Regions from separate parts of the Mus musculus genome. Here regions 1, 3 and 4 are each linked to region 2. Evidence: chromatin contacts called from public promoter capture Hi-C data. All regions are on one chromosome and are shown on one strand. The core of a region is the stretch at or near the end of the contact, and the rest is flanking DNA. Distances in the headings are between cores, read along the strand shown.

What was found. Promoter capture Hi-C pulls out the DNA fragments that hold promoters and counts their contacts.
Region 1: a contact with region 2 is called in a promoter capture Hi-C map of hippocampal neurons, with 4 times the contacts expected there. The contact joins the promoter of Trpc1 here to the promoter of Slc9a9 in region 2. A contact is called at or near these places in 12 of 39 promoter capture datasets (the 3T3-L1 cell line, the HPC-7 cell line, cranial neural crest and 8 more).
Region 3: a contact with region 2 is called in a promoter capture Hi-C map of hippocampal neurons, with 15 times the contacts expected there. The contact joins the enhancer-like site here to the promoter of Slc9a9 in region 2. A contact is called at or near these places in 9 of 39 promoter capture datasets (the 3T3-L1 cell line, the C10 cell line, cranial neural crest and 5 more) and 1 of 484 Hi-C or Micro-C datasets (cerebral cortex).
Region 4: a contact with region 2 is called in a promoter capture Hi-C map of stem cell-derived epiblast-like cells, with 5 times the contacts expected there. The contact joins the promoter of Pls1 here to the promoter of Slc9a9 in region 2. A contact is called at or near these places in 6 of 39 promoter capture datasets (the C10 cell line, cranial neural crest, hippocampal neurons and 3 more), 1 of 484 Hi-C or Micro-C datasets (B cells), 2 of 115 datasets of contacts at active chromatin or transcription factors (T-cell acute lymphoblastic leukemia and astrocytes) and 1 of 9 other capture datasets (liver).

What each region holds. Positions count from the first base shown.
Region 1 is chr9:95,747,236-95,752,390 of GRCm38.p6, reverse strand. It overlaps Trpc1 (transient receptor potential cation channel, subfamily C, member 1), which reads left to right and starts at 2,043. Exons shown (of 13, transcript NM_011643.4): 1 at 2,043-2,723. The coding sequence starts at 2,552.
Region 2 is chr9:94,666,129-94,671,538 of GRCm38.p6, reverse strand. Slc9a9 (solute carrier family 9 (sodium/hydrogen exchanger), member 9) reads right to left here and starts at 1,647. Exons shown (of 16, transcript NM_177909.5): 1 at 1,303-1,647. The coding sequence starts at 1,477.
Region 3 is chr9:92,895,989-92,901,211 of GRCm38.p6, reverse strand. No RefSeq gene overlaps it. Among named protein-coding and RNA genes, the nearest start is that of 1700034K08Rik, 110 kb to the left of the region's middle. Within about 2 kb of position 1,326, at least 7 of the 459 cell types and tissues checked have an H3K27ac peak or open chromatin away from gene starts, as enhancers often do. A contact at or near this core is called in hippocampal neurons, where this site is marked.
Region 4 is chr9:95,841,324-95,847,103 of GRCm38.p6, reverse strand. Pls1 (plastin 1 (I-isoform)) reads left to right here and starts at 1,825. Exons shown (of 16, transcript NM_001033210.3): 1 at 1,825-1,933.

The sequences.
Region 1 (5,155 bases), core at 794-3,293, 1.1 Mb before region 2:
GTTTTCTCCTTACACCTTCATGGGAATCGAACTCAGGGCTTCAGGTTTGAACAACCAGCACTCTTATCCACTAAGCCATCTCACCAGCCCTCATATGAAGATTAAAAAAAAAAAAAAGACAAACTGCGTGATTGTTATAAACTTAGTTTGTGATGAAATCATTTGAGTGGATAAAATAATTAGCATTAATTTATTGTCTCCAGTGTCCAAGTACCACAACTAGATTCTTGGACCTCAGCTAAGACAAGTAGAAACAGCCTTTTGACTTACATCCTAGTAGAGACGGCCAGCCAATAAAGCAACAACAAGAAATGAAGCAGGGAAGAAACCGAGAGACCATTGGAGTGGGGGGAGATTTGCTGCAGACTGACTGAGAGCAGAGGGGGAGGTTTTCTGGGTAGCGAGGTCAGGGCTCTCTGAGGAAAAGCAATCGAGTGGGCGCCATGAAAAAGAGACAGATGTGCTCCTCGGGAGTAAAGGGAGGAGAACATGAAAAATATCAGTAGCATCCTACTTGTAGGACTAGATCTAAATCTGAGTTTCTTTCCCCTCTCTGGCTGGAGTTGTGATTCCTCTTTTGGTTTCTGTTTTGTTTGCCTGTGACTTGATGGAGTTGCTTAGAGTAATATGCCACTTTTGAGTTTTTTGAATACCATTGTTCATCATAACTCCAATACTGATCTACATATCACATGTGCTAAGTATGTAGGTATTGTTAGAATGTCCCAATTTATGCCCGCTGAGCAGTTTGTCTGTATCGGAGACAATCCAAAAGCCTGCATTATAATTATCAGCTTGCCTGAAGTAGGCTCTCTAGTGCTTTGGAAGGTCTCTTAAGATTACTACCAAAGAGGGTTGGAATTCCCTCCAGTCTTAGAAAGTAATCCAGTCCCATAGTTCTTTGGATAAAGAATCTGTGTATGGCTGTGAGTCATTTGAGTTAACTTCAAATACTGAAATTTCAGATAGCGCAGGATTAGATTTCTACTACTGGCTAAACATTTTGCTGAGCAACAAAGGAGGTGCATATACAAATGTATGGGCGCTCCTCTCTCCCACTGGCTTCACCTTGAGCCTCTTGGAAATTTCACCAAACTCATAAACTTGGAAGTGTATTAAACATTACACGACAACGGGGAGATCATTTAGAAACAAAAACTGGAGCAACTTGAGATTATCATTTACATCAAATACAGAAAACGTTTGAAAAGATGACTTCGACATCAAAGACTTTTAGAGAATATCTAAAGAGAACATTGATTTTTAAGAATTAGTAAGTTAAATGTTGAAAGAGAAACTAATGGGACAAAGTAGCCTGAATAGGAGAGGCAGTATTCCCCTCAAATTTAAGTACATTTATCCATTGCTTTAAAAATCTAAATCTTAAACGTAGAGTTCAGATTTTCCCCCTAGTGTTGACTGCAGGAAGCAATTAAAAATTATTGAAAAGATGCAGTTTTCAAGTCGCATTTGCTGGACGTCAGACAATTGTTGTCTAAATAGCGAATCTCTTAAAATTAGATAGGATAAATATAACGAATCCACTAAAAGGACTTGTATGGCGAGTAACTCCTAAACTGTGCTTATGCAACGGTTATAGGTCGCCTTTGACTTACATGCGAATACTTTTATAGTGACTTTGGAAATATCAGGAATGTTAGACCATATTAAATCACAAAGATTGTTTTTAAAACGCCTTTAGGAACGAGGGAACTGTAAACACAAACTCCATAATCAGGTTGCTTTGGCCAGGCTTTAGGACAATTCCGTACAGGATTTCAAGTAAACGTTAATCCTTCAGAAGCTCCTTGGCCCTTTTCTGTGCTGCAGTAGCAGCAGCAGCACAAACAGGCAGCGGATAAAATTACCTGAAATCCGCCACCAAGCGGTTCCCATGCCCTCAGGTGCTCAAAGATGCTGCAGACGCGCCCAAGATGCTAGGCGACCGACCAGAGAGGCGCGTCAGCCCTGGAGCCCCGCCCCTACAAGCCCCGCCCCTAGCCCGGCTTCGCCTTAAGCCCCGCCCCGGTGTCGTCGCCTCCGCGGGGCTGAGGATGACGTGAGGAGAAAGCCGCGAACCTCTGCCTCCTGTGGGTGCTGCTGGGCCAGCGGTTCCCACAGCCCCGGAGCCAGACGTGCTGCGAAGCGCACCGCCGAGCTCTCCGGCCGGCGGCCCCCTCACTCCCTCCCAGGCCGGGCCGCTCCCTGTGCGGCCCCTGCGGCTCCTGGCACGGCCCCGCGCTCGGCTGCCGCCCTGGCGCGCTCCACTCTGTCGTCCCCGGACGGGCGCGGACCAGCTCGACCGGGGCGCCGGCGGCTGGGCAGAGGGCGCTGGCCCCGGGGCCGCGCCAGCGCGGCCACCAACCTGGGGCTGTCCGTGGAGGGCGAGTGCTGGTTTCGGGGCGAGGCGACGCCCTTCGGGGCCAACGGGCCGCACGCCGATGTGGCCGTGGGAACGACTCACCCGTTTTCCAGCTCGGGGTCGGGGTCGGGGTCGGCGCCCATGGGGGCCCCGCCTCCGTCTCCTGGCCTGCCCCCGTCGTGGGCCGCGATGATGGCGGCCCTGTACCCGAGCACGGACCTCTCGGGCGTCTCCTCCTCCTCCCTGCCTTCCTCCCCATCCTCCTCGTCGCCCAACGAAGTGATGGCGCTGAAGGATGTGCGAGAGGTGAAGGAGGAGAACACCTTGAATGAGAAGCTTTTCTTGCTGGCGTGCGACAAGGGTGAGAGCTAGGCCCCCTTCTCCACCTCCGGACACCCTAGCACCCACTCCCCGGGTCCGGCCCCTGCCTCAACTTAACTCCTGGCACTCGTGCTTTTCCTTGTGTGCAGCGGCTATTCCCACCTCTGTGCAGCCCGCAGGACTTCTGCCTAATTGAGCTTGAGCAGCAGGCAGGTAGGGCGGGGGCGGTGGACTCGCGCAGGTGGGACGTTTCCATGGCGAGGAGGGAGCCTTGATCCCAAAGTTGCCCCACTTCTGTCACTAATAAACTCTAGTTTGAAGTTACTTCTTCCTTTGGGAGCCAGAGGCTAGTTTTGGACCTAATCCGAAAATTCTACGAATTTCCCTTAAGACTTCTCCGATTTATGGGCTGTCACCTTGTAGGTTTGTTGTTGTTGTTGTTGTTGTTATTTTTAAAAAAGACTTTTACTTCTGTTTAGCATCAGCCAGCAGTGCCTTAGCCTGTTACAGTTGAGTAGTATCCCATTATCTTTAACACAAATAATACGAAAAATCCTGCCCTAGTTGCCGAAACTTTCCCCAAATTTCTGGAACCCCTTTTAAATGTCGGTATTTTTTATTAGGGAGAAAGATTTATTGCTTCAGAGAGTTGGAGGGAGGCAAAGGTAGTAAAAAAAAAAAAAAAGTAAATATAGGCGAAATAATGTGGAATATACTGGTTTTGAATCTAAAAATTGATCACTTTCTGGCCACATTAAAAGACAAGCATGGAACTTGGTTGCTCCCAGATTGCTTTTATCTCTTATCTGAAAAACAAAAAAAGTACTGAAACATTCTCATTCCTCAGTTAAGCAGTTGGATGTTGAAAGGCAGTGTTTATTTGGGAAAACGTTGTTGGAACCATGCAGACTTCTGAAGCCTACTTCCAGAGGCCAGCTCACACTATGGGAAAACTAGTTACAGAAGTTTTTGGATTTGTTCACATATAGAGGTTTAAGTCAACAACATCTCCCTAAACCTTTTAAAGCATTTGAGATAGGTTTTTGTTTTTTTTTACATGATTATGTTTAATCTTAGCCAGGCCAAAAGGCAATCCCTTCTTGACATTTCATCATGGATTTAGAGCCAGGATGGGGAGGGCAGAATTCCCCGTGTCCCCTGGTTCCTCCTAGTTGTCTTCTGTCACCTTCGTGAGAGGCTTGCTGCATTATAAGGAAGGATGCTTTAGGTTTCTGTAGCAGCTTTGTGTGCCTCGGGGCTCAGGATGGTTTCAAAATGTGCAACATTTCCTGGAGAATATATGCCACTGTTGTATTAACACCTTCCTTAATATATTTAGTGGTACTTTCTGTTTTCCCTATTTTGGAGGAGATTTGAAGGGTGTGAGGTTAGGGAGGAGAGCGGTTTGGGTAATTAAGAAGCAGAGACCTGAGTATTTGGTTGAGAAGTTTTATATTGGTAGTCAGCACCTAATATAAAGATGTGTATGATGAGGAAAATAATTTGCATAAAGGAGGGGTGAAGAGAGTATAATTAGTATGTAGGGTACTGGAGCTATATAGGCATCGTTCTATACAGCTCACAAGTGTCACTGGTTATAGAACTTAAGCACTCTGTACAGGGACATTTTGTAAATCACCAAAGCTTTAGAACACACTAGTTGAGAAGTGTACCATGGGAAGTGGTTCGCGGTTATTTTAATGAAGGATGGTAGAGCAGCTAGCTACCTTACTGGCATATCTACTGACCTCACAATGTGTTTCGTTTTATTCTTTTTAACTTGCTGCTCTTTGCCTTGCTATTATAAACATGAAGTTCTTAATTGTGTTAAAGCATTGGACAAAAAGCTCTATTAATGAGTAACTGACTACGTCCATATTCTTTAAGAATTTTTCTCTAATAAAGATTTTTTTTTTTGAGACAGGGTTTCTCTGTATATCCCTGGCTGTCCTGGAACTCACTTTGTAGACCAGGCTGGCCTCGAACTCAGAAATCCACCTGCCTCTGCCTCCCAAGTGCTGGGATTAAAGGCGTGCACCACCACCGCCCGGCCCCATAAAGATGTTTTCTTTATGTGCAGTAGTGAGGAAGAGTAAGGGTAAAAATGTATGTGTATGTGCATAATGGATATCTCTGAGCACACACAAGTTAAGCTTCGGTTTAGCTTAAGTGGCCTAATGAGGTTTGGAAGGCAGGCTGGCCCTAGTACAGAGTCCTCTCTCCCCTGGGACGTTAAAAACACATTACCCAAGTGAAACATTAGTACATTGTGTGTTAAGAGACTGAAGGGTGTTTAAAGGTTAAATCTGAATGTACAAGCACTGTTGTAATCTCAGTTTCTCTTGTCCCTAGTACTATAAACTTCAGACTGATTGCACCAAATTTAGTGATGCCAAAGAACCTAAGACTAGGAGTAATAGTTTAATATAGGTAATGAGAAGTTCAAATGTTACTTAGAAGCCATAATTGATA
Region 2 (5,410 bases), core at 398-2,897:
TCAGGACCATTCCTTGTTAACATCAGTCCATCACACGCTTAGCACATGAAAGGTGCCCTCATCTTGTTTCCCTGGAGCCCAGACATATAAAAGGGCCTCCTCCAAAAAGAAGGAGAAGTCAAAAAGTATGTTCTTTGCTATCCGTTTTGGCAGCCCTTGACTGTTCCCATTATGTTCAAAGCTGTTACCTTTTACTTGGTAGGATAAGGGTCATGAAGTCAGTTGGTAGTGAGACAATTTGTCTCAGTACCAGCTCAGTGCTAGTGCCTTGTAGCTCATCTTAATAAACTAGATAAACCAGGCTAGTCTGTACAAACTCCATAATCACATTTTATTAAACTTCCCAAAAATGATGGATGCCATGGTAACTTGCACAGAAAGAGCATCACTTTGGGAGGTTAAACCTTAAATTAAAACCTTTTTTCCCCTCTGTAGTTTAAAGAATTGGGTGTTCTTACTTATACATATTATTCCAGCACCCAGGAGGTTGAAGCAGGAAGATCACTGTGAGTCTGAGGCCAACCTTGTCTATAGAGTGAGACCTGTCTAAAATGAGAGAGAGAGAAAGGGGGAGAGAGAGGGAGAGAGAGAGGGAGAGAGAGAGGAGAGAGAGGGAGAGGGAGAGAGAGAGAGAGAGAGAGAGAGAGAGAGAGAGAGAGAGAGAGAGAGAGAAGTGTGTGTGTGGTGTGAGAACACAAATAAGTATTATAAACAAGACCATATTAAATCAGGCTAAGCAATGGAAAATGTTAAATAGGAAATTCTTGGTTTAACACTTTTATTATCAGAAGCTAAAATAGTGTTCACAGGATGAAAAAGGATTTGGACACAATTATTCCCATTACAAGGGTGGGGTCTGTTTCTACGAGTATTTCTTCTTGAAAATAGTTGAAAGGGTATTTCCTCCATGCAGTCTGAAGCCATTCCCTTAACTTTGCCTGGCTCCTCTGGCTGCCTGTGGAAGAGGCTGCGCTGACTGACTGCATTGCCACCACAACCTACTACCATGACTAGCGCTCCATGACTCCCCGCATGACAAAGGACTGCAGCTGTCAACAGACTCACATACTGTGCTGCCTCAGAGCCTGTCACTGTGACAGCTGCTCTGTGGTCAGGCGGAATTTCTGCCGCTCCTCTGGAAAGAGGTTAGCATCCCTAACACTGCGGCACCTCTCGCTGAGCTAATGACACTTCAATCAGCATGTTCCCCTCACTTTCTGCACTTTGCCATCTGAGCACAAGTCTCTAATTACTACGCCCAGGCAACAAGTTACACATCTACCCCACCATTTACACACTCACCATACACCATCGCCCCTCCAGTCTCATGCAAGAAGCGGAATCGGTGATTTTTAAATAACCAGATTGTTAAAATGGTAAGGATGAGCAAAAAATTAAACGCGAGTAGCTCCACTGCTCCCTGGTGTTGAAAATGATCTTCATCCTTCCCTGACGTAAACCGAAGCTGCCCAGCCATTCTCCACTCGACCGACTGTGATGCTCAGAGAAATCCCTGGACAAGGGATGAGCCCTTAGATGAGGGTTGCCTAGGATAGACTGGCGCCCACAGAATTTCAGAATAAACGCTGCTACTTTGTTGCTACTTCGCAAGCAATTCAGATGGCTTAGCATTCAGACCGGCTTCTCGTTACAACTTCCTGTTTCTCTCTTAAAGCAGCCCCGTCTCTTTTCAAACTCCAGAGGGTGGTTTCATCATAAAAGATTCTGTCTTTAAATGATTCACTCTGGAAAGAGATCTTCCACACTGGTCAAATCTGCCAGCAAGATGCTGATGTCCAGACTCGTGGCCCTCCTGTTTCCAGCATGATTTCTTAGTCTGTATGCAACTGGCAAATTGTACATTGATAGTAAGACAGTTCAACCCGGCACATCAATAGTTTTCAGATTCAAAAGGGCAAGTCCAGACCCTTAACTTCACCTACTCAGGTTTCTCCCCTCCCACCACAGCCTCCCAGGGGAGGATTGACAGGTATGATTTCACAGGACTATTTCTGAAGTTGAGAGGCACAGATCCAGTGCACGATTCTCTGACTTTTTATAATTGCCGGTCAACTAAAATAATCAAAAAGAAAAGTCTAGCCCCAGTCCTTTAACGGTGCTATTTAAATTTGTTGAAGAAAAAAAGGAAGAGAGATAGAGAAGGTGGAGGATGGAGGGAAGAAGGGAGGGAGGGAGAAAAGGGAGAGGGAGGTGTTTAAGACTGGTACCTCCAGTTCTTCTGCTTCCTAGGCAAACATCAAGATTTCCTTGTCTTTACCAATCAGTCACCATGCAGCCAGGTCTGCTGTGGAGACCCCCACATCTCACCACATGGTAAAATGGACGAGTGTTAATGTCTGGCTTCTATTCTGATAGAATTAGAATTCCATTTCTGTATTGTAAGGCACCCTGAAAAAAATATGACACTAAAGGCTTTGAGACAAACACATAATAATATTATGGTCTTACAGACCTGTAACTCTAGCGTTCAGGAAGCTGAGGCAAGAGGATCGCTGTGAATTCAAGGTCTCCCTGAGCTACATAGACACTGGAAGGTAACTACCCATCGGAAAGCTAATTTCCCACTCTGGGAGAGCATCAAGCACTCCAGTGCCTCAGCCTCTTTGCTTATGCAACTCCGAGCTGGAGTTGGTTTTCTCTGTGTGCTTGGCTCAGCAGGGGGCATCTGTGTGCACAGCAGATGTTTTTACCCATGGTCCCTTTTGGCACGCATCTCTGTGATGACTAATACTGGAGTTGTCTTGAAGCCTGTCAGCTATTGCTTGCAAGCATTTGCCAGCAGCCTCACCTTCCGTATTCAAAAACCCACAGGTGAGTCGTTAGATTTACAAGATAATGCAAATTCAAAAACGAGAGAACTTCCTGGTTTTGCTGCTTTTAAGGCAGACTTGCTCTTCGATTGTCTTACCACATCTCTTTCCCTCTTCCTGTGAAGAGACCCAGGAAGTGGGTGAGAAGGAGCAGGAGATTGTTTGCCTGACTCTACAAGCTTTTCAAAAGCTTTAAGCTTGCTGTTGAAATAAGGCAGTGTAGGAAGATGAAGGAATTGTGGGTAGAGAAAGGAAGGCCTCACCTGGAAGCCTGGCCCAAGCCTGCTGCCTGGAGCATGGAGAATGGCAGCACTGTCAACAGCAGTTGGCTAGGACGATTTGGAACAAAGACAGTATTTCTCGTCCATAGAGACGCTTCACTGGGAACATTAAAATGGAAAGCTGTTTTCTTGAGGCATAAGGACACATGGCCTCTCTACCTTTCCAGTTGTAAAAGCTAGGACTCTCAAAACATCATTTACAAGCAAAAGACTGGTTCTAACTCTCTGATTCAACTCTGTAACTAATTTTTTGTTTGTTTGTTTGTTTTTTCATATTATCAGTTTACAATCCCATCCAAGGCGTCTCTGGGAAGACCGTAAATTTTCATTTGTTAAAAGAAAGGAGAGGGCTGGCGAGATGGCTCGGTTGAGTAAAGGTACTTGCTGCCAAACCTGATGACTTGAGTTCGATTCCCTGGGTCCGTGGGTTCAGTGGAGAGAACGAACCCTTGCAAGCATTCTTCTGGTCCTTCTCATGATTCAATGAGTGCTGTCCTGAGGCCAGCTGTCAGTGTTGACGGTGTCTCCCTCAACAATCTGCACTGTGGCCTTGCTCCCATCCAGCTACCTTGCTTCCTTTGTGAATCTGTGTGAACCGTGTTTTCAGTTCTTTGGATAAGAAACCTAGTAACCAGAGCTGCCTGACCCCAGACACTAACCAACAGTAACAGTTCTGGGTCCTAGTAAAACTAGAACAACTAATTACAGGAATAGCCAAGGTTCCCAACATTACTAAGTGCTGTGCTGTCTATATTAAGGAGATAGATGCTGACAGATGGACGATTATCAACTGGAAATGACGGCACTGTGCTGGCACCTGATGACGATAACCCTTCAAGCCACAAGCTCACAGGAACCTGGTTTGGAACTCAAAACACAGCGGTTGTCTTAACTAGCTTTGGATTGTGATGATCAAAAACAACTTGGCGAGGAAAGTTTATTTGGCTCGTACATCCAGATCATAGTCTCTCATAAAAGGAAGTTGGGGCAGGAACCTGGATACAAGAATTGATGCAGAGGCCACAGAGGAACCCTCCCCATGGGCTCACTTAGGACCATGTGCCCAGGAGTAACGCTACTCTGCAGAGGGCTAGGTGATCCCACATCAATCACTAATTGAGAAAATAGCACACAGACTTGCCAAACAGGCAATCTAACACAGGCATTTTGTCAACCAAGATCCCTTTTCCCAGATGACCCCAGCTAGTATCCAATTGAGAAAACAAAACAAAACAAAAACAACCAAAAAAAGCTAAGCAGCACAACTGTGGAACGCAAAGCAAGGACCCAAGAGAAACTACTGAAGCTTTCCAATCCCTTTCTCAAAACCTGTTGTGAACTGAGTTGAAGGCGCCTGTTCTACAATGCCACATGCAAGTGAGAGAGGAAAGAGAAAGGACAGAACTGCCTGACTCACTACCACCATCAGCATACCCTGCCTCAGCTTGCCCACAAAACCCAACGGCGAGAAGGAGTCAAAGAGGGGGACCTGTACTGTCAGGGTAACCTAGGGTGGAGCAGATGTTGCCCGTAGGAGGGAATGTCACCCAGTCAATGTTACAGAATCTCCAGTCACTGCTGATAGAAGAGGCTGCAGGTACAGGCTGGGGAAGCAAACTGCCCAGGTGTGGAGACACTGAGGGATTTCATGTCAGGCTCTATGAAGGATCCAGGCAAACCTGGCATTATGCCTGCCATTTAGCCTTGTTATCCCTAAGCCATCCAAGGAGCGGCAGCATTCTACCCAAGTCCTTAGGAATAAGGAGGGGCCCCTGGAACTTCAATTTTTTTCAAATCATATTTTTAATGATGGTTTTTAAACATTCTAACCTCCCTTCTAGCCCACCACCCACCAGAGATAGTGGGTAGAATTCGGGGGAAGTGGACCTGCATAGAAAGTTTCTTTGGAGCAACTCCCATCTGTGTTGTCTGGAAATCAGCAGTTCAGTTCACAGGTCAGCAGCAGCAGCAGCTCCATCCACTTGAAAACACTTCATGGATACACCAGCAGTTCAGTTCGGTAGAGTTGGTGTATATATAGCACCGCACGAATCAACAGTGGTGGCACTACCTAGCAGAAACAGCCAGGCCTCAGCCTTGGCAGGAGTTAGCAGGAGGTACTAGGAGAAGTTCTAGGCTATGCCTCTCTCAGTAAAGCAAAGCTCAGTGAAGACGAGAGACCAAGAGTTACACAGCTAACTCTATAAGCAAGCCTAGCTCAGCCTCCATCACTGTCCCTCAAGTCCTATTTATACCCTCCATGGGTCTCGCCTTAGCAAGTGCATCTATCTCAGCTAA
Region 3 (5,223 bases), core at 77-2,576, 1.8 Mb after region 2:
TCACTGTGCTTTTTCTCTTCAAATTGTAGTTTTGTATTTATTTTTGGCCCACTTGTTCTTTTTCATTGTAGATCTGCAGACAGTGATTACTAGTAATTCTGTGATAAAGTCTATAATAGGCTATTTTGAAATATCCTCAAGCAAAGAATTTAGCTGATTACTTTTTAAGTTTTCCTGAGGCAAACTCAAGACTAGAGCAGAAAGAAGCTACATTGTTTGTCAAATTATCTTAGGAATGGTCTCTATCACAGTGGCTAATATTATTCTTCTGTGAAAGTTCTTGAGTATGCATAGTTCTCATCACTACTTTTTTCCAAGATCCTAATAGGAAAGCCCATGAAATTCTGCTTACAGTGTTCAACAGTCTTTCTTCATAAATATATATAAAAATGGTCTAATTCTTACTTCAGCATGATCAACAAATTTTCAGGACGCATTATTGGATCACAATGTCTAGAAATCAGATTTCCGAGGACAGTGTTTCTTCTCCTTCTCTGTGCCATCTTACCAACAAGTCTAGGGAAAACCTTGAGTCCTGAAACTGCCCATAATTTTACTGAATAAGCTTCCCACTTTAATTTGGACATTGGGCCTTTCTGTGCAGGTGGAGTTTTTGCCAACATTTTAGGTAAGATGTATATTCTGATTTTTCAGATGTATGCCTTTTTATGTGGGGTGAACATTTCTGAACTAATCAACTGGAAAACACTACATAAGTTGATTATCAGCTTAATGATATTGTTTTCTCTCTTCTTTGTTTGAAGAGATATCCACTAATCTCAGCATATCAAGATTCATAAATACAAATAAGATATCTACATTTTGAGAAATTATTTATTTTCTAAAGTATTTTCCTAAAATATTTATCATTTCTTGAGTTCATATTTTTCAAGGGAATAGTCTGCTTTCTCATTTTAAAATTATAGATTATTTTAAAGTCATAAAAGAGTGGGGGGTTGTTGCTTATTTTTTATTCTCAGTCTTATAGGATTACTTATATTTTCTTATCCTGCCTTATACTCAGAATTTCTATCAAGAAATATTTCTGCTCAAGTATATTTTATATATTTTAAGAAATAAAAAGACAACACAATGTTTTATGCACAGTCTAAATTCTCATCAGCAGTTGACATAGTGACAACAAGAAGGAGGGAAAGGGTGTGAGCAGAAGGTCTTTGTGACCTTACAGAGGTTTTTATCTTCCCTCCGGTCAATAGGGATAGCGCATCAAATAACACATTAGCATATAAAGCCATCTGCTTAGTATACAGTGCTGATGTGAGTTTTGATTTATGTAATCTGTTGGCCGTTTTCCTAGAATTTTCACAGTAGATAGAAATAGACTTTGTTTTCACATTGTCACTTCATGCTTAGCTCAAACAGCTAGGCGCAGTATTATATAAGCAGAATTTTAAAAAGTTTCAGGAAATTTAATGTCAATTACAAATGTGAAGGAATAGATCAACTTTAACAACAGATACATCAGAGCAAATGGTATATTCAGGTTTCCCAATTTTTTTTAGCCAGAGTGATTTGAATTTTTTGATTATTAATTTAATTTTAAATCCATTTCACGAGATATTTTTCAATAATATACCATTTATCACATCAAGTCTAGTATTTTATTTGAAATTTTACCCACCTCACTAACAGTTGATTGTGTACATCACACATTACTTTGAATAAATTTCATACACAAATCTCTTAAGTATTCTAACACCTGTATAAATGTTTATTTTTTAATTTTCACACATGGAGCTGCAAGATAACCATGGACTTATTTTAATATGCACTACCATGGATAGGAATTTAAGCTTTTATAGGAAACCCATGACATATAAAATTGAAATAAAAATTTAAAACAATAAAAATAAAAATAATGTATCTTTCTATGACTGATATGAGGAAGCTTATAATCTCCTTGCTCTGTTGATCATCCTCTGTTTATATTTCACTTATTCAATATTTTCTTTCTTCATCTTTTAGGCAAGTACTCGTTTTTCTAACATATGTTGCTGATTTTTATGGGTGTGCTTTTCATTTTCTTGAATAATTTTAAACCATAATTTTCAGTCTTTCTTACTTTTTAAAAATATGAGAATTGAGGCTGAAAGAGAGAAATGGCCTTCCAAAGGTCACACAGCCTGATTCTTCACACCTGGGATTCAAAATACCATGTTTCCCACAGGAAACCTTTCTGGTTCTATTGATTCACATTATTCAAACAACAAACTTCCCACCAAGTGCCTTTCTATTTGATACACACCACTCATGGCCATCAATTCACACTATGATAATCCAGTACTTTATGGAAAAAATAGAGAAATTTTACTGTGCTTAATTTGTGGTGTATTTTGGAAACAAGATTTATATTGGGTGTACAGCATTGAGAAATGGGACACTTCTACTTTTACTTAGATGTTTACTCATTGTAATTCTGAGAACTCCCCAAAAAAAAGAAAAATAAAAACTTTGGGAATAGAAAAGTCTCAGTTTCCTATGGGAGCTGATAAAGCTCCCCAGAAGCACCTACTGACAATGGGCTGTTAGCTACTAATGGCTCTGACAAAGGGAGGAGAAGCCCAGAGCTGAAACAGTTCCTGAAGTTTCCTCAAGACCTCACCAAATATAGTAAAACTAACATAGCAGCAAATCAGAAACCAATCCATGAAACCTTCACAGCACCCGCCAATGAAGTTTTAGATTACCTAAGCTTTGCTAAAAAAAAATTCCCCAGTTTCCTATAAAAGACTTGTGCCCCGTTGTCCAGGGTTGCCATTTTTGTTAAGTAGCTGATACCTACATGCAGGCTTCTTGCTTTGGGGAAATAAAAACACTCTTGCCTATTGCATACGTGAGTGGTGGTCTTTGTGTCTTGCTTTTGGACCTAACAATCCAAAAAACTTTCAAGTAATGGTAATGTTTATTTTATAAAATATAATTAATCCAAGTTTGTAAAATCGGTAACTGTATTTTCTGGAAAGGAAGCTAACTTTCAAAGGCGAAGGCTATGGTAACACACTGTAGAACTCTGTCATTTCACTATCAGAAACATAAAGCTGCTGGTTGTAACAGTAACTCCTTGTAGTGTTTCATTTTATATTTGAAGAACATGATAGTTTCCAAATGATCTGTAGCTTCTTCCTTTAAAAAAAAAGATTTATTTATTTTATTTATATGAGCATACTGTAGCTGTCTTCAGACACACCAGAAGAGGGCTTCAGATCCCATTTGAGATGGTTGACAGCCACCATGTGATTGCTGGGAACTGAACTAATGATGTAATATTAACCCTGTTGAATGCTTGTTAGTAATCTTATGCAGGTGTACAGTGAAAAAGAAAAAGTGGATCAAAGAAAATTAAAAATAGAGAGAGAGAACAGAAGGAAATGTGATTTTGAAGCCTAGGGTTGTGCTGAAAGAGATAAGGAGATGAAGAAGAAGCTTGATTAGAAATGGAATAAAGAAGCTGGGCAGTGGTGGCACACGCCTTTAATCCCAGTACTTGGGAGGCAGAGGCAGGTGGATTTCTGAGTTCAAGGCCAGCCTGGTTTACAGAGTGAGTTCCAGAACAGCCAGGGATACACAGAGAAACCCTGTCTTGAAAACAAACAAAACAAAACAAAACAAAACAAACAAACAAGCAAATGGAATAAAGAGACGGATGCCAACAGGGTAAGACCATACTTGGCTAAGTTTTCAACCCGTGAAACAAACAAATTAACAAGGCGTATGGGATTATCTTTCTTTGAAGTAATAAGGAAAACATCTGTAGGTGTGATTAAAGGGGCCAGGCTCCATCTTCAGGAGGCAGGTGAACTTGGCAACACTGTTCTGTTGGTTCTGCCTTTAGTATTGAGGCGGGGCTGATTCCATGACAGACTTCAAATTGGCAGTATGGAGAGTAGGCTTAAAAACTGTGCAAGTCCTGGGCAAGTCAGTTACTAATAGAAAAACCCCAGGCTCCAGCCTTCATGACCAGGTTGCAATGTCCCAGCCATCTGGCCTGAAGCAAGGACAATGGGTCAGCAGCAGTTTCCAGACTTCCTCAGCTACTTCCTCAGTAAAAGTTCTCAGACCTTCCCAGCAAGTTTCCATTCCCATATGGGGAATGTCCATAGAGATGGACCCAACATATTAGCATAGAGGTCATCTACCCTGGAATTCCCTCATGTGCTTTAAATCAGGCCTGCAAGCTCATACAAGAGTCTCTCTGGTCTTGAAAATGGGAGACCCCAGCATGCTGGACTTCTGGACTAAAATATTCTTTGTTTTTACATACTATTTGAGTCTGGAGTATCATTCTTGGGTGAATCATGGACCCTTACAGTATCATGAACATTACAAGAGTAAAGGGGTTGTGAATTCTTCCCCATTTAAGGAATGCCACTGAGGTAGGGAAATCCCTCCTGAAAGTCGTTACAAAGACTGTTCCACTTAGTTGTTAAAGTGAAAACTGAGTTGAATTGAAGATATTAGAGGAGATAATGACATGGGATATCTGCCAAGGAGAGTTGACACATGGAGTAGAACCAGGACAAGAGAAATAAGTGAGTTGTAGTTCACACAGTTGGGGGAGAAGAGCCATCTACATAAGCCCTTTGATATCAATCAGACAAGGAGCTATGGGATTTGGAGTTTGCCCTGCTGGCTTGGGTGTTGCTTTGGCCCACTAGTTTCCCATCATATGCTAATTCCTACCTTTTGGAAAGGTGAAGCGTATTCTGTGCTTTCTTCTATAACCGTAAACTCGATTAAACACTTTCTTTTATAAGTGGCCTTGGTCAGGGAGTTTTTGACAGCAGCAGGAATATCCTCAGTACACTGAGTCCAGTGGGTGACACCATATTAAAGAAGAGTCAAGCTGCAAACACAGGACATGTAAAGAAGTGAGAAAGTGGAGAAGTGACTTCTCCTAGTAAGTCATTTAGATCCCTTCGCAGAAGTTTCCCCAGTAGTTTCCTGGCACACACTGTTTACTGATGATGAATACAGCTCCAGAACTGAGTGCGTCAGCATCAAAACTAAAATATGCAGAACCTCAACTCTGAACTTACTGTTAACAGAATTGTAGGCCCAGTAACTTACATCGTTGTTTTTATTAATTAAAATGCTAAATGAAATAAATAGAGGAAGCCATTAGGAATTAAGAACAATCCTATTAAATACTAAAATTTTAAATAATGGAAATGTTGGAAAAACGATTTTTTTCTTTTGCCAAAA
Region 4 (5,780 bases), core at 576-3,075, 1.2 Mb before region 2:
TATTTTTTTTACACCCAGCAAATCATCATTATTATCAATAAAGAGAATGTCTCTATGACCCTGGAAGATTCTCATTGTCTTGTTGCAGTTCATTCGTTCGTTCTCCACCTCTGGCCCATGCAATTACTGACTTTGCTTTTGTTCTTATCAAGGTGTGACTTCACAGAAATGAAGCTTCACGCTATATATTTTCTCTCTGCTTTCTCCAGTTCAGCATAATGATTTTGAGATTTATCTATTGTAGGGAGCAAATGAAGTCCTGAGTGAGTGGGCTTCACCATGTCAGGTACCCCAGTGCGTCAGCCCTGTGGAGATGGCAAAGCCTTCCCTGGGTCTGGAAAGGCTCAGAGGGATGGCCAAGCCTTCCTCTGGACCATTTACAGGCATTGGTCGTGTGGGCTGAAAAGGTCACCATTGCTGCCCATGGACTGCTTTCCTACAGAGACTGCCCCACCGCTCTCCCACTGAGTCTCCCTACACCTGCCTCCTTGTTCAGCTACACGCAATAACCCCACCTCCCCATTCAACTGTACATAATAAACTACACATAAACCATCTCCAGGACCCTGTGGCTTCTCAACCTTGGAGCCCAGACCACCCAATCTCAGCTTTTTTTCCCTGTCCATTTCTCTCTGTGTGTTTTCTTTTTCTTCCTTCACTCCTGGTATAGGAGGATGTGGCAATCTATAGTGAAGCATTTAGATCGGTCATTCTCTTTTAGTACCAAGTAGTAGTCCATTGTGCTGATGTAGCACGTTTGCTTTTGACAGTCAATTCCTTCCAACTGTGGCTACAGAAAAAGAGAAGGAAGCTACTACATCAGTATTCAAGCCTCTATGTGATATGCTTTAGTTTATCTTGGACAAGAGCTAAGAATGAAATGGCTAAGTCATGTTGTACATACATGTTTAAGTAAATATTTTGAGAGAACACAATTCCTCTTGTACATCTGCACTCAGACAAAAACGTTATTTATTGGACTTTCTGGGTTATGGGATTTTCTAGGCACGGAGAAGTCCTTAGCTCACTCCTCTTTGGCCCAACCAATTCTTTTGGACTTTAAACAGTTTCAGTGTACTGAAGCCACATTCCTACCGGCCTGATTGCTACCTGTTCTGCATCAGTTCAGGACTACAGGGCCAAGGGTCACCTAGGACCTTAGGTCAAAGGACAGCAAAAGTACCCTGCACACCTGTGGATCATGCTACCAGAAAAGCACACAAGAGCCCTTGAAGCTGCGTTCCGTTGGCTTGACTCAGATGTTGTTGGAAAAAGGTCCTGCCTTTGTTTGAGTGTGGGCTTTGGTTATTTATTTTAAATAGGTGTGGCTGTTTAATAAAGAGGGAAGGATCATCTGAATTCCCCAGAAGGGAGAAGGATGAGAGAAATTGTTTTACTTTAATAATTATCTTACCTTGTGAGCTGTAGTTTTCAAAAGTGCTATGCATACTAGTGTTCTGAGAACACATTAGAAACATCCAGCATTCAGATAAAAGATGCGGATACTCTGGGTTTGAGAGCTGTTTGAACAAAAACCTGAGGCCCCCTTGTTTGAGAACCACCGTGCTAAAACTCATTTCAGGGGTGCAGACAGTTGTAATTAGGCTGAGTGAAGCGTGGGCAGCAGGGATGACGCCCCTGCAGCGCGGGTCCACTTCCCCATCTTCCATCCCCCAACCTCAACACAAACCTCTTTAGTTAGCTCCTGCAAGCCTCCTTTCACCTGACTGCAAAGATCTGGTGGCCTCTCCCCTGGGTGCAGCAACTAAAACCTGGCGAGTGGATTTCAAGCGTGCGGGTGGGGGTGCGGGACGAGCATGCGCAGTGGCGCGAGCGCAGGAGCAAGGAGGCGGGTGAGTGGCAGCCGCAGCGGAGCGGACCAGACCAGCGGGCGCGGGGATCCCGGGCAGGAGCTGCCGAACGGCCGCCGCAGGTACCGGGGGCTGGGTGCCTGAACGCACAAGCGGGCGTGGGTCAGGAGGGGGAGGCCGGGCAGGAAAGGCAAGCTTGGCTTAGCGGCGCTCGGCGAGGGCTCCGGGTTCCTCCGACACCTGCGGGCGCGCTCCTGCCCTGCGGCGGAGTCTTGCGCTCAGGTGTGAAGTCCTGTGTGTCGCTGCTTAAGCCCCAGCCCAGGAAGCACATCGTGATACCCTGCATCTAGGAAGGGAGGGTACTAAGTTTTCTGGTTTAAACTTTGCGTGGCTGTTGAAGAGGTTTTTCTGATCCGTTGGTGTGTCTCTTAAGTTGTGTTACTGTGTTCGCCTCTGGTGCACAGGCGAATGTAGGGACAGAATGAAATTGCATCCGTGTTTGCTGGACTTAAGTGCCTTTCCAGGAGCCCTGGGGCCTCTGGATGCAGTGCAAGAAATGTCAGTCTTAGGGGAAAGTGCCAAGAATTTTGTGCGATTCAGCAGGCTGCATTTTCGAGTATAAGCTTTAAAAATTAAAAAGAAAAAAATACCAAAACAAAATACAGAAACCCATTTTTAACATTATTACCCCCATCCCAGGCTTCAATGAGTAGTATTGAAAAGAAAAACTTTCCTAGTTATTTACATTGTGTGACTTATACAGACATGTATCCTACCTCAAAGCTGTTGTAGACTGTATGGGGCCAACACGGAATGAACATTTCTTTGTTGGAGGAATGTGGAATCATAACTAGAATTTCAGGATGAATACAGAGACCAATGTTTTGGCCCCACAAAGGTGAAGCAAGGGCATTTAATTCCACGCCCCACCTCTTGTAACCAACTCCTCTTTAAACTTAATTCATTAGTGAAATTCTATAGGAAAGTGTTAAATTTGTGATGCGAGAGGCACGTGACCGTAGTAAGTGTAGGAAACGGAAAATTGAAGTTGAGGAGGAAAAAACAAACTAGAAAAGAGATCACAGAAGACCCCCCCCCCTTCCCTTTATTTTCCTGCCGTGAGGGTTTTAATGGTCGAAATAATATACAGTTGGTCTGGTTTTGTTCCGAGGGACCTCTGAGGTCAGCCAGTTCAGCTGCTTCAGTTTACAAATGAGAAAGCTGAGACCAGGGAGGTTAGATGACTTGCTCTGCCCGCGCTCGCCCCTCAGGGCCAAGCAGGGCCTGGGAAGCTGGTTTTCTGATTTCAGGGATCTCTTTACTGTGCCTCTCTGATATTCTTCTTGTTGTAGATGATTGACCTTTCTTTCTCTTCCAGCCTCTCCCGCTCAGTCTGATGGAGGCAGGGAGTTAGTTCCTACCTTGCTCATCCCTCTATTCACAAAGCCACACACCTCTCAAGCCTCCCTGATGGGGATGCTGGTCTGGGAACCGAACCCTGTGCCCTTTCTCACACTGAATGCTTGCTTGTTTCCCTCCCGGGTGTGAGCTCATTGCTCAGGTGTAGCCTCTTCTTGGAAGTTCCCTTTGATAGCAGCAGCCATGTGTAGCTCTCTTCCTAACCCCAACCCCACAGTGCTTTATGACTTCTGTCCGTGCTGCCGTACTCCCCTTTGGATACAGCTTCCTGAATTATTGTTTAGAACACATCCCTATTTTTTGACTGTAGAGTTGTTAGGTGTGTAAACTCTGGAGAGTGTATGACTTAAAAGATCCCACCCAGTACTAAGTTCAAACTCATCTCAGCTGCTGTTTGCAGGAGGAGGGACATTTCCGGGGATTTGGTGTGCATGGTCTATGGTGGTCAGGGAGTTCACCTTAGAGCAGTGCAAGAGATAGAGACAAAAAAAGCAAGTTGGAGTGATTTCTGAAAATCCAAAATCACAGATTAGTTGGGAGCCCTGGAGATGGGAGCCCTGGAGATGGGAGCCGAAGTGAGGAGCGTTCCCAGGATGTGGGTTAACCATAAATGCAGAGTGGAGGATGCAGACTTAAGAAACGCCAGGTTAGAGAAAAGGGTCAGTGGTTAAAAGCTCTGGCTGCTCTTCCAAAGGATCTTGCTTTGCTTCCCAGCACCACATGGTGGCTCCCAAGCATCTGTAACTCCAGTTCTCGAGGGTCTGATAGACTCTTCTGACCTCCTCTGGCACCAGCACACATCTGGCACACAGACATACATGCAGTTGAAGCACTCATACCCATAAAATAAACACATTTTTAAAATGATGTAAAGGCCTTGTGTGATGACCACCTGTCATTCCAGTACCCAGTAGGCTGAGGCAGGAGGATCTCTGCCAGTTTGAAGTCTGTCTGTCTGGTCTACATAGTGAGTTTCAACCTGTTTCAAAAAAAAAAGAAAAGAAAAGAAAAGAAAAGAAAAGAAAAGAAAAGAAAAGAAAGAAAGAATGTAAATTAAGGATGTGGCAAAAAGATGAGGTATAGAGAAGGGAGAGGTGTTGAAAATTCCTCTTTCATGATGGAGGTATTGGTAGTGGGTTTATAATATCTTTTTAAAGTCTTACAAGCACTTCCTATTGGGACATTTTTTTTTCCTGTATCTTACTGTTATAGTTGCCTTCTCATTCCAGAAGATGAGCTCTTCAGTCATTACACTTCATCCTCAAATGAGGATACCCATCGTTCAGATACTCCGCAGTTCCTGCACGAATAAGTAAATCGTGTTTTAGCACGACGAAGGCGGGCAGTTGGGGTGGTCGGCTACAGGATGGTACTTTGTCCAGCCCATGACCTCAATGTACAAAGGAGGAACTCTTTGTGTCATAATCAAATGTATGGGTTGTGAGTTGAGGTGGGGGCGTGGAAGCTGCAGAGTCTAGAGAGATCATTGCTAGCTCAGCTTAGTTAAGGTGGAAGAAAAAAGCAGGTTAGCCCGGAGTCTTTGGACAGTTATTCTAGGCTTAAGATACTCTACTGCCAGAACCATGCTCACAGAGAGAGTAACACTGACGACTGATCCTTTTGAGCCAGCAATATAGGGGCGTGGTGAGAGAGAACAAGGACAAATTGTAATCAGACTCTGCCTAGAAAAATGAGGCAGAAGGCAGTGATTCTAAACCTAAATTCTAGTTCAAGAAGTGTTTGGGATGTACTTGTTAACTTGGGACGGAGGTTGCAAATGGCTGCTTTGCAAATCAAAAAAAACCCAGTCTTTCTGTTGAACTGTCCACAACACCAAGGAAGCTGTTGGAGGGTACATTCTTGCCCTTGGCCTTATATGGCATGATTCATCACTTCATTTTTGACAGGCAGTGATAGCTGGTCTCATAAAATATGGCGAGGAGGGCCAGGCCAGAAGAAGTCTCAGCGTTTAGCAGCAGAAAATGGAAGTGTTGGCCGAGTCAAGAGAGGTTATCAGGCTGAGGACATGAGCCAGTTAGCAGAGCGCGAAGCTCGAGGTTTGATCCCAGCACCCCATAAACAGGGTGTTGTATGTCAGTCCTGTAATCCCAGTATTCAGGAAGTAGAAGGATCACAGCGAGTTTCTGAGGTCAGCCTAGTCGAAACCCTGCCGGAGTGGGGCTGGAGGTTGGGGGTGGAGGGGAGGTGGGGGGAGGGGGGAGAAATTTTTTTTTTTTTTTTCGAGACAGGGTTTCTCTGTGTAGCCCAAGCTGTCCTGGAACTCACTTTGTAGACCAGGCTGGCCTCGAACTCAGAAATCCGCCTGCCTCTGCCTTCCAAGTGCTGGGATTAAAGGCGTGTGCCACCACCGCCTGGAGAGAAAAAGTTTTTAATATTTTTTTTCCCCTGAGACAGGATTTCTCTGTGTAACAGTTCTGTGCTGTCCTGGAACTCACTCTGTAGACTAGGATGGCCTCAAACAGAGATCCACCTGCCTCTGCCTTCCAAGTGCTAGGATTAAAGGCCTTCATCACCACCACCTGGCTAGGA